Linked DNA regions of Mus musculus: all the other regions are linked to region 3. The links are chromatin contacts, called in public Hi-C and HiChIP or PLAC-seq maps. All regions are on one chromosome and are shown on one strand. Each heading gives the region's core, a stretch centred on a gene start, on an enhancer-like site or on the middle of the called end of the contact. The rest is flanking DNA. Distances are from core to core; before and after follow the strand shown.

Region 1 (3,536 bases), core at 501-3,000, 220 kb after region 3:
GGTGGCTTGGGTGTTAGGCAGCTCATTTCACTGGTCAGCTAAGAATCACGAGGCTCCAATGAGGTTACTGTAGTGAGTGTTTCTTTCCTAGCACGCACCTTCAGTGTGGCCCTAAAGGTCATGGCAGAGCTTCACAAAAGGCTCAGTGTAACTAATGTGCCTGTCATTGTGCCTTCGTACTTGTAACTTATATCCTTTCCCATATGTCCTTCCTGCAACACCTACACACACATGAAGTTTCTGGCACTTCCTCAAATCGCGCTACTGACGGGGAACCGTGTCTTCAATACTGGAGGCTCTGGGGGAGGCTTTTCATGTTCAAAATGATCAGTCTATCCCCTCTCTGCCCCTTTTTCTCTAGACCAGTGGTTCTCAACCTGTGCGTTTCAACCCCTCTGAGGGTTGAATGGCCAGTTAACAGGAGTCACCCAAGACCATCAGAAAACACAGATACTTACCATAGGATTCATAATAGTAGCAAATTTACAGATATGAAGTATCAATGAAAATAATTTTTTTAATTTTCTTTTTAAAAAAAGATTTATTTACTTAATATATAGAGTGTTCTGCCTGCATATATACTTGCATGCCAGAAGAGGGCATCAGACCTCATTACAGATGGTTGTGAGCCATCATGTGGTTGCTGGGAATTGAACTCAGAGCCTCTGGAAGAACAGTCGGTGCTATCAATCTCTGAGCCATCTCTCCATCCCAACAAAAATAATTTTATGATTGGGGGGGGTCATCCTAACATGAGGAACTGTATTAAAGGGTCACAGTATTAGGAAAGTGAAAGCCACTGACCTAGAGGGAAGTCCCAGCAAAGCCACATAAACACCAGCATCCCTTGTGTTCTTCTGTAATCAGTACAATGTGTCCCTCTAAAATGAGAAGCCAATCCAGTGGCCCTTTTGATTATTTTTTTAGAAAAACCTATGCGGTGAGACACATATAAACTAGAAATAGATATTCAAGACTTGAATATGCAGAAATATGGTATTAAATGAAATTAGACCTCTAATAATTTCAGATATATTTAAATTTTAGGCTTGGAAAACCTTGGTGCATGTTGTGGTTGTTTTAGAAATAGCAATAATCAATCCAAGTTTGCTCAATTAGCCCAAAAGAATGCTGTGTTCTCCTCCGCTCTTCATAACAAACTAGAGAAACAAGCAAGCGAAGAGTTCATTAGAGACACATTTGTGAGGCATTAATACATGTAATAACTTTCATGATTAAGAAAAACAGCCTCACTTTAAAACAGAACTAAGAAATACGGCCGCTGTGGGAACAAAATGCTTATTTTAAAACACGGATAAATTATAGTCCAGTATGCATGTGTAGAGAGTTACGTTGAATCACACTATCAATCACAAAGACCTCTTTAATTTCAGTGTTAATGGTTGAGATCCTCTGTGACAGACGAGCAGGAACTTAGAAAAATAGAAAAATCATTACCACGTGAAACTTTCTCCAAAGAAAATGGCTGTCTCTTTCTTCCTAATGACATTTATGTGATTGAAGTGAATAGGCGTTTCCTGACAGTTATATCACAGAAATAAGCCAGTCCGCACCCATCTCTTATAATAACGTTTCCCATGGGGATTAGGATGGGTTTAATCAAATGTAATAATATGTAATAATCAAATGCCATATGTGTCATATATGTTAAACAGTATCTAATATGCATATACTATAATCTCACTTGGAGATCTTATCTACCAACCACAACCTTCATAATACAGAAAGGAACTAGGAAGTAATAAAAACACCGAATAAACCACAGCGTTCACATGGTAGAGTTCACGTCCTGGGCTCATTTGCTCGATTTTAGACACAATCTCTACCACAATCTTAAATTGCTATTTGTTTTGCTCATTCTTCATGGTAACCATTCTGGCCCAGCATCAAGTTGTTCGGGCCCTCTTTTTTCAGGGTCCATGGTAGGATTGCTTTTCCTTCATGGTTAGAGTGAAAGGGACTTGTAAATTGCTCTTCTAGTGGATTGAATAAGAATGCCCCCCCACCATAGGCTCATATATTTGATTGCTTAATAACCAAAGAGTAGCATTATTTGAAAGGATTAGGAGGCATGGCCCTGTTGGAAGAAGTGTTTCATTGGGGTGACCTTTGAGGTTTCAAGACCCCATGCTAAGCCCAGTGTCTCTTGCTGCCTGTAGACCCTGCTGTAGCACTCAGCCACTGCTCCAGCACCTGCCCACGTGCCAGCATGCTCCCTAGCATCATGACAGTGGACCAAACCTCTGAAACTGTAAGCAAGCCCCCAGTTAAATGATATTGGTATAAGAACTGCTGTGACCATTGTCTCTTCCCAGCAACAGAACAGTGACTAAGACACTCTGGCGGGTGGAACTTAATCGGAAAGGGAAGGTATCGTCTCCCTTCTATTCACAAGGAAACTGATCCTTGAGCTAAGAAACTAGGCCAAAATTATAAGGCCAGTGGAGTGAGGATAGTGAGTTCAAAGGTCAAGCAATTCTGCTTCCCAATGCTGGCATCCTAAACGGTGATAATTAGGAAAACCAAGTTTGCCAGCTAGACAGAAATGGCCAGTCTTGAGAATTCTTGCTGATAGTTCATTAAAGAACTACTTCACATAAACAAAATGAAATGCTACCTCTGGTCCCACAGAAAAGGAGACAATGAACTCATGCTACACATCGATGGCAACTCAGGGATGAAGTCTGGTTTCTCTGCTCAGAAATGTAGCGGGCCCACTCACATGACTGTGTGGCTTGGAAGAGCATGCTAATCAGATTGCTTTTGGAAGTCAAAAGCTTTATAGAAATATTCATTGGAACAGATTTCATAGTGTCTTTTTTTAATCTCCATTTTCAATGGAATTAGGAAATGAAAAGAAATCCAGGCACAAAAATATAGTTATTAAAATAACTAAAGAGACATTTTTAGCCTTCATGAACGAAGGTATTCAGATCACATTGCGGCTTGGGAGAAGACGCAGTCAAATTGGTCTTTTTCCTCTCTGCTCACACTCTGACATCCAACCTGTAGCCTTCGGCAGAGCAAACGGGCCATTTTAACATGGAAAATGCATGGGTAGGCTTTAACCAGTGGTTTTCACAGAAATGTCCCCAAACTAGCAGCATTATCAGCTTTATCTGGGAACTTGTTAAACATGTAAATTCTCAGGCCCCACTCAGAGCAGCTGAATCGGGAGCTATCTGGGATGTTCTAGAGTTTGTGACCCACTGAATAACGGATGAGTTCAGGTGAGCAGGGTTGGGGAGCCTCTGAAACATAACGAAGTGAGGAATTTCATGGAAAGATTCCAGCGGGAAGCCTTGACGAGCTGTCCTGGGACAGTATAGCTCATAAGAGAATAGCTATCGGCCACACCTATCAGTCAGAAGACGTAGGAAACCACGCTGTGTGAGAAATGCAGGAGCTTTGTTACATTCAGAATGTATGTAAGAAGAAGGCCCAGAGACATCATTGCCTTTGACAGGTGGCCTTCTTAATCTGCCACATGAAATAGGATGGTTGGAGCCACAGGG
Region 2 (3,641 bases), core at 1,133-3,632, 190 kb after region 3:
ATTGGGAGTCTGGGGTGACTTGTTTGGGGGTCATTCAGCCAACATTTGTTTGTGGAGTTTTATTTGCTGGTATAATCTGGAGATTTGTTATCAATTAATTTTTTTTATCAGTTATCAGTTAGTGGCTTTCCATTACTATGATAAAATACACAAGACAACCAACTTAATAGGAGATTAGTTTTATTATGATTTACACTTTCAATCCACGATTGCTTGGTTCTGTTGTTTGGGTCTGTTGTGGTAATAGCATGTGGTCCAGAAGGCTGGTTCACAGTAGGCATCCTAGGGAGAGGGAAGGGCTGCAGTCCTAAACTCTTTGAACACCGTGCCTTCCAAAGACCTACTTCCTCCCATTGATGGCACCTTCCATAGTCCCCACCACCTGCCAATAAGAAAGCTACACCTTCAGGATAGGAGCCTTTGGGAAACATTTCAGATTTAAGCTATGCCACTGATGGTTCGGAGTTGTTCTTTCCCCTATGCCGAGTCATCCTTCTTTGTCCTGAGTTAGGACTCATCGGCAGTCCTGCGCATCTATAACGGGTGTCACTTTCATTCTCTTTCAGCTCCCACAGAGGATGACATGAGTTCTCCGGCCTTACTTAACTTCCCAGAAACAACATCCTGCTACTCACAGCAGAGCAGAGCAATGCCTTAATGATCTTTAAACAGAAACTATACTCCCTTCACACTCTTGTCCCTACCTTGGCTGTCCTTCTCTCTGGCTTGTAGGCAGCATCAAGAGTGATGATCACCGCCCTACTCCTCCACTTGCATTTGCAGGTCTGGTAACCAGGGAGACCCTCCTCCCTCAGACACAGTGAGAGAAATGTAAAAGCACAACCTTGTCTCATGGCTCTCCGGTGTTCAGCAGATTGAAGACTCTAGCTCTGTGCAATACAGCTTTCTCAGTGTGATCTTCCTCAGCGACACTTGACTTTTATTCTTGATCCCATCCCTTCATCTCTTCATCATCTCTGCCTTTAATTAACCTACTTGCTGATAAGTTGAACAACCTTGTTTCAGCCCGTCTCCCATTTTATCGTTCACTGTTATTTAACACCATTGTGCCTGTGTTTGTTCTATTTGAAACATAACTGTTTCCTTGTGTGCAAGTAACTTATATTCCTTATTTCAAATTTAGGAACTAGAATCAATCATCTTTAAACTTCCAGAGGTAAGCCATTCAGAGGGAACCATCGTGGTTATTTATAGCTTCTGAAGGCTCTGTCAGTGTGTCTGAGGGTTTGACATCCACAGATCCCTGCACAGTGATCCCTTAACATAGGAAATGTTGCCCGTGTACAGATACACTCTTCTCTTACATGACTCTAACCAGATACTTCATGATCCACTGTGTGGGTGTGCTATGATCTACTTAACTGAATATTCACTGACTATCCATGCCATTTTTGACACACCATTGTAATACACAATGATGGGGTTCATACTCCTATATGGGAATTGCTGTCCATGGTTTTGATAATGGCCATAAGACATGTGGCATGATACATGGCAGCAATAAGTCAGAAGTTCCTTATACTTTTTGTGCTCCAGATATACATTAATAAGTCGATTTCTAGAAAAAGTGTAGTGATGCATTCATATTTTAGAAATGTAGTAAAGTCTTGGGCTAAGATCACAGACTATGGAGTCCTGTTCTGTCCTCTGAGCCCTAAGTCATGTGTCCTTCACGTTTCACTTCTTCAAGTCTTCATTATTTATGCTTTTGGACAGGTTCTACCTTGATGATTTTATTCATACAAAAGCTCTTGTGCTCTCTGGCCACCTCGATTCCAGGGTCATTTTGAACTCTCTGTTGTTTCTGTCAGATCCCCCAGGCTCCCCACTTCCACTCAAGCCATATTTTTCATCCTTATAGATGGGAAAGTTCATATACCCAGAAATATCTTTATCTAGCAAACAGACTAAGTAAGGTTTGTTTTTCTCAGCAGCACCACCACCCCCCAGACTCCAGAGCTCTCCAGTCTCACTGAATGTACCCATTCCATTGCCTTCTATGATGTAAATTGTCCCTCACCTACAGGGGATTTATGGGAGAGATTAGCTAAGAGCTTCAGTTGCCTCAGAATGGAGATGACAAGCACACTGTTCTGTACTGAATCAGACTCCCACCGTTTGTCCAGTGCTGTGTGACCCTTCCTTGGCAAAACAAAGGGGTCCCAGACATTCTAGGGAATCTGGAGCTCCTAGCCCATAGGTCATACCCATGATGCTTCATCAACCTGGCTGCCTCCTCTTCCTGCTTGCTGGCATTGTCTTAATTCTGATGTTATCCCTAGGGAAAGGGAGAAAGCCATTCTGTTCTTTCAAGAGATAACGTTGATGGATGTGCTTGTTAATGTCTGACCTCCTCTGAACCAGGCTCTTCCATTCCAGGCGGTTAATCTTTCCAAGCCTTATCTGATAAGGACAGATGGTAACAGTACCTACCTCGTTGGGTTATTTGAAACGTATATAAAATAACTCAAGTGAAGGTGCTGGGAGGACTGACATACACTGAGCAGCCAATAAACGTTATCTTCATTTCCATCATGGAATATTTATTTTTTTAAGAGTCTAAAGCTATTCTTGATTTCTCTATAGTCTTTTTTTTTTTTTTTTTTTTTTTTGGAGATTTCTCAAATACTGCGGTCTGAGCATTGTCTACTTGGACACATATCTTTATTTCTGTCTCTAGTAGTCTGAGTTCTTCAAGGACAATGACAAGTTCATTTTTATATTCCCAATACTCTGCAGTCCTCATAGAGGAGGCATTAATAAATATCTGTGGGAAGAATACAGTGGCTGAATGATTTTTTTATGCTCGTTTTTGTTTTAGTCTGTTTTGTTTTGCATCTGGAATCCTTTTTCAATTTTTAAACAATTTAAGAAAAATGTAAGATTATAATACAATTATACTGTTTCCTCTTCACCCCTCCAAAACCTGCTATGTATACCCACTGTATGAACTAAGGGTTTCGCACCAGATGTATAAACTGACAACATGATACTCCAATGTATGGTTAAGCAGGTTTTATTGTAGACTAGAGGGAGAATACAGCCAGAAAGTACAGCCAGAGGAAGAGTCCAGAGCAGGGAGAGAAAGGAGGAGACTGAACAAGGCCAGCAGACTGAACTGGGCCAGGAGAGAGGGGGGGGAGGAAGGAGGGGAGGGGAAGGGAAGGGAAGGGAAGAGAAGAGAAGAGAAGAGAAGAGAAGAGAAGAGAAGAGAAGAGAAGAGAAGAGAAGAGAAGAGAAGAGAAGAGAAGAGAAGAGAAGAGAAGAGAAGAGAAGAGGGGCAAAGCAGAGCAGCATGGCAGATATAGCAGGGTTATGATATAGCAGGGTTACAATATAACAGGGTTATAAAGATAATGAGAATCTGGGGATAGAGAGGACCATGAGCTGGAGATGGTTAGTATAAAGGCAGGATGAGAAGAGCCAGGAGGCCAGCATGGACTCGGAAATGTGTAACAGGTACTTGTGGTATTCAGGGAGGCTGGAGGCCAGCATGTAGTTTGCTATGCTGATAGGCATCACAGATGTGAACTGGCTTTGTAAGTTCCCAAGGAATGCTAGCATTGGTCTAACTGCCAGAATTTGGACTTACCCTTCAAATTCATGGCTTCTTTTTCTTT
Region 3 (3,399 bases), core at 101-2,600:
CGACCTCATCATCCACTTTCTTGTTTCTGGTCTCAGTTCTGGCACACGTGACTCAACTGATGCATGGGAGACGACAGTACAGTGACATGGTCCAGAGGATGCCTCCCTGGAGAGCCAAACTTAGGCACCTACATGCCAGCTGACTGCGAGCCCCGTGTTAAGTTACTCAGTTGTCCAGCATTTTCTATCTTTAAAGTGGGATAATAAAACTCTGTGTCATGGGCCTGTTGAGAGAATTTAATTATTATGTTCTGATGTCCACTTACTATGGTCATCAACCTAGGTCTGCCATATGGAGCCTCTGAGAATCCACGCTGGCCTCCTCTGCTGCCCTCTTCTGTCTCTCACCTCTGCGATTCCGCAAGAGCCTCTCTGTTGCCCTGGTTCTGCATCGGCTTGGTTCCAACAGAAGCAGAGGATTCTCCAAGAAAGGATCATCACCCTGCTCCTCTTTGCCTAACTTATAACCAGCTGTTATGAGTTAGCAGATCCGAAGGAAGCCTAGGGCAGGGCCAAGAGGAGTCTGTCTCTGTGAAGATATCTCTGTGCATGAGCCCCAAGACGTTGTGACTTTTGAGAAAGATCTCAGGAGGAGAAGGCAAGGAATCTCTCCGTGAAAGGAAGAGGACCGATAGATCTAGTGCACATGGGAAAAGGAGACCCGTGGTCCTCAGGCCCACTTGCCACGGGCCCCTGCTCTAAGGTTCTCCCTAAATCGGGGTAACCGAGTTTTACTCCTTCCTTCAATGTACAGCTCCCCTTCGTCACTGAGAGAAGGGCTGTGGTGGCGAATATCCCCGAGTTTCCTTAGATTTGAGAATCTCTTACACAGAGAACTTAAGGGGAACTAGTTTGATTAATATGTATTGCACGCCCACAGAGTGCTGGGCAGTCCGAGGAACCGAGTAAACTAAAAGTACAGTCTCATCCCAGAAAAAGAAACTGACTGACTCTGGGGACCCTCATTTCTTCGGAGCGCACTTTGGATTCTGATCCTCACAAATCATCAATATTTCTCAGTACTTGGACTCCCACCGAGCTCCCCAGGGCCTTCTGGAAAGCTGAAGGATGGGGCAAGGGGGCGGGGGGGGGGGGAAAGAGAGCGGAGCGGATCCGGGCGGGCTGGGGAGGTGAGACTGGAAGGGCGGGGGAGAGGGGACACCTAGGTGCGTTCCCCACTCGGTACTGCACAGAGACTCTTCCAGGAACCGCCTGGCACCCTGGGCGGTGGACTTTGGCTGCTGTGCGCCCCGTCTGCTCCTCCCCTCCCATCCCCAGCAGGCTCAGAGCTTCACTCCGGGGCGTGTCCTGCCTACCTCGGGCTCACAGTGGTCCACTCAGCCGGCTCCAGTGGCGGTGGAGCAGCGACTGGCTGCGGGAGCCGGAGCAGAGGTGGCGCGAGCCGCGCGGGGAAGCAGCGGTGGCCGCGGCAGGCACCTGTGCGGAGCAGGAGGAGCAGGGCTAGGGTGGGTGGCAGCTGCCGCTCTGAGCCGCGGAAGGAGCAGGTATCTCCCAACTGGGATCCTGCTGTTCCTGTCAACCTCCGGCTGCCTGGCAGGAAGGTAGTGCCGAGCTGGGGACACTGGTGTGGGCAAACATGTGCAGCAACAACTAGAGGCCTCGGGACAGGTTAACGTGTGGTTCCAGAGTAGAGAGGAGAAGCAAGGGGTGCCCTGGACCATGGCAGCCTCCCGCCTGGACTTCGGGGAGGTGGAAACTTTCCTGGATAGGCACCCAGAGTTGTTTGAAGATTACTTGATGCGAAAAGGAAAACAGGAACTGGTGGACAAGTGGCTACAAAGGCACACTTCTGGACAGGGGGCTTCAAGCCTGAGGCCTGCCCTGGCTGGCGCTAGCAGCTTGGCTCAGAGCAATGCTAAAGGCAGCCCTGGCATAGGTGGTGGTGCTGGACCCCAGGGCTCTGCCCACAGCCATCCCACGCCCGGTGGTGGGGAAAGTGCTGGGGTTCCCTTGAGTCCCAGTTGGGCCAGTGGCAGCCGGGGTGATGGCAGCCTGCAGCGGAGAGCTTCGCAGAAAGAGCTGAGGAAGAGCTTTGCCCGCTCCAAAGCCATCCATGTGAACAGGACCTACGATGAACAGGTGACCTCCCGGGCCCAGGAGCCCCTGAGCAGTGTCCGGAGGAGAGCCCTGCTCAGAAAGGCCAGCTCTCTGCCCCCCACCACAGCTCACATTCTAAGTGCCCTGCTGGAATCGAGGGTGAATCTGCCTCAGTATCCCCCTACGGCCATCGACTACAAATGCCACCTCAAAAAGCATAACGAGCGCCAGTTTTTCCTGGAACTGGTCAAGGACATCTCCAATGACCTTGACCTCACCAGCCTAAGCTACAAGATCCTCATCTTTGTCTGTCTCATGGTGGACGCTGACCGTTGCTCTCTCTTCTTAGTGGAAGGGGCAGCTGCTGGCAAGAAGACGTTGGTCTCCAAGTTTTTTGATGTGCACGCAGGAACCCCACTGCTCCCCTGCAGTAGCACAGAGAACTCAAATGAGGTGCAAGTCCCCTGGGGCAAAGGTATCATTGGCTATGTCGGGGAACACGGAGAAACTGTTAACATCCCGGATGCCTACCAGGTAGGACCGCTTGTCCTCGGCTCCCCAGCCCACTGGCTTGGCAGCCATGCCTTCCCTCATCCTTTGACCACCAGGACCACTTCTATTTGAACCCTTTGCAGATGTTATTTAAGTTCTTTCTTGAGTTTTGTTAGAGTGTTGTATCGTCTTTGACAGAATGGTGCTTTCCTAGCACAATGGCTTATGGGAAGTTAATATATCACTCGATAATACCACGTGGATCTCTGTCAAGATGTAGCCTTAAGATGTCTGTCTGTATGGCTTTAGAGTGGATCTGTGAACTTCTAGAAAGAGATGTAAACTCCAGAATCTCAGTGTTATCGTGAAGAAAATGGGTGTTTTGTGTCTCTGGTGTCTGTGGGGGATGGGGGTGGAGAGGCGGGGTGGGGGGTGAGGGTGGGAAATAGCGATTTTCATGTTGTAGTTCAAGGTTGGAAGGGGAACAGGGGACCTAACTACATACTTGATGCCTACGGTTCCTCTAGCTTAAATTTGCTTGAGTTTCAAGGTAGGAAGACAGGGACCTGTGACTGGATCTGTGACCCATTCAGGTCTTCTTCATATCTGCCTCAGTAGAGTTTAGAGAGGTTGGACAAATAAAGGGACAAGCCACTTTCAAGCTTGGCTACAGCAGGCAGCTCTCAATAGGGGGAACCAAGTAGAGGTTTAGTTTATGAAATGCCCCCATTGGTATATTTTTAGCAACTGCCAAGGCAATGGGAGCAGTGGACACGCTAGATTCAAGTGGATAAGCAAGCCCAGCAGGCTGTTGTCTGGTTGTCCTGTCTTTTCCTTTTTACAGTGATT

The links. A called contact is a pair of places that touch in the nucleus more often than the background predicts. HiChIP or PLAC-seq counts read pairs in DNA pulled down with a chosen protein or histone mark.
Region 1: an H3K27ac HiChIP or PLAC-seq map of embryonic stem cells shows a contact between it and region 3, with 6 times the contacts expected there. The contact joins the enhancer-like site here to the promoter of Pde11a in region 3. A contact is called at or near these places in 5 of 39 promoter capture datasets (cranial neural crest, embryonic stem cells and neural stem cells), 2 of 15 datasets of contacts at CTCF or cohesin (large pre-B cells and pro-B cells), 30 of 484 Hi-C or Micro-C datasets (the AML12 cell line, the BV-2 cell line, CD4 T cells and 18 more), 12 of 115 datasets of contacts at active chromatin or transcription factors (T-cell acute lymphoblastic leukemia, Th17 cells, embryonic forebrain and 4 more) and 1 of 9 other capture datasets (embryonic stem cells).
Region 2: a Hi-C map of stem cell-derived motor neurons shows a contact between it and region 3, with 4 times the contacts expected there. The contact joins the enhancer-like site here to the promoter of Pde11a in region 3. A contact is called at or near these places in 6 of 39 promoter capture datasets (the 3T3-L1 cell line, 3T3-L1-derived adipocytes, embryonic stem cells and 2 more), 13 of 484 Hi-C or Micro-C datasets (ECoMG myeloid progenitors, the N1E-115 cell line, cortical neurons and 10 more), 6 of 115 datasets of contacts at active chromatin or transcription factors (T-cell acute lymphoblastic leukemia, embryonic basal ganglia, embryonic stem cells and 2 more) and 1 of 9 other capture datasets (embryonic stem cells).

Annotation. Positions count from the first base shown.
Region 1 is chr2:76,120,620-76,124,155 of GRCm38.p6, reverse strand. The region is part of intron 9 of Pde11a (phosphodiesterase 11A); the gene reads left to right. Among named protein-coding and RNA genes, the nearest start is that of Gm52518, 86 kb to the right of the region's middle. Within about 2 kb of position 1,750, at least 6 of the 459 cell types and tissues checked have an H3K27ac peak or open chromatin away from gene starts, as enhancers often do.
Region 2 is chr2:76,144,577-76,148,217 of GRCm38.p6, reverse strand. The region is part of intron 6 of Pde11a (phosphodiesterase 11A); the gene reads left to right. Among named protein-coding and RNA genes, the nearest start is that of Gm52518, 110 kb to the right of the region's middle. Within about 2 kb of position 2,382, at least 6 of the 459 cell types and tissues checked have an H3K27ac peak or open chromatin away from gene starts, as enhancers often do. A contact at or near this core is called in stem cell-derived motor neurons, where this site is marked.
Region 3 is chr2:76,336,889-76,340,287 of GRCm38.p6, reverse strand. It overlaps Pde11a (phosphodiesterase 11A), which reads left to right and starts at 1,350. Exons shown (of 20, transcript NM_001081033.3): 1 at 1,350-2,592. The coding sequence starts at 1,681.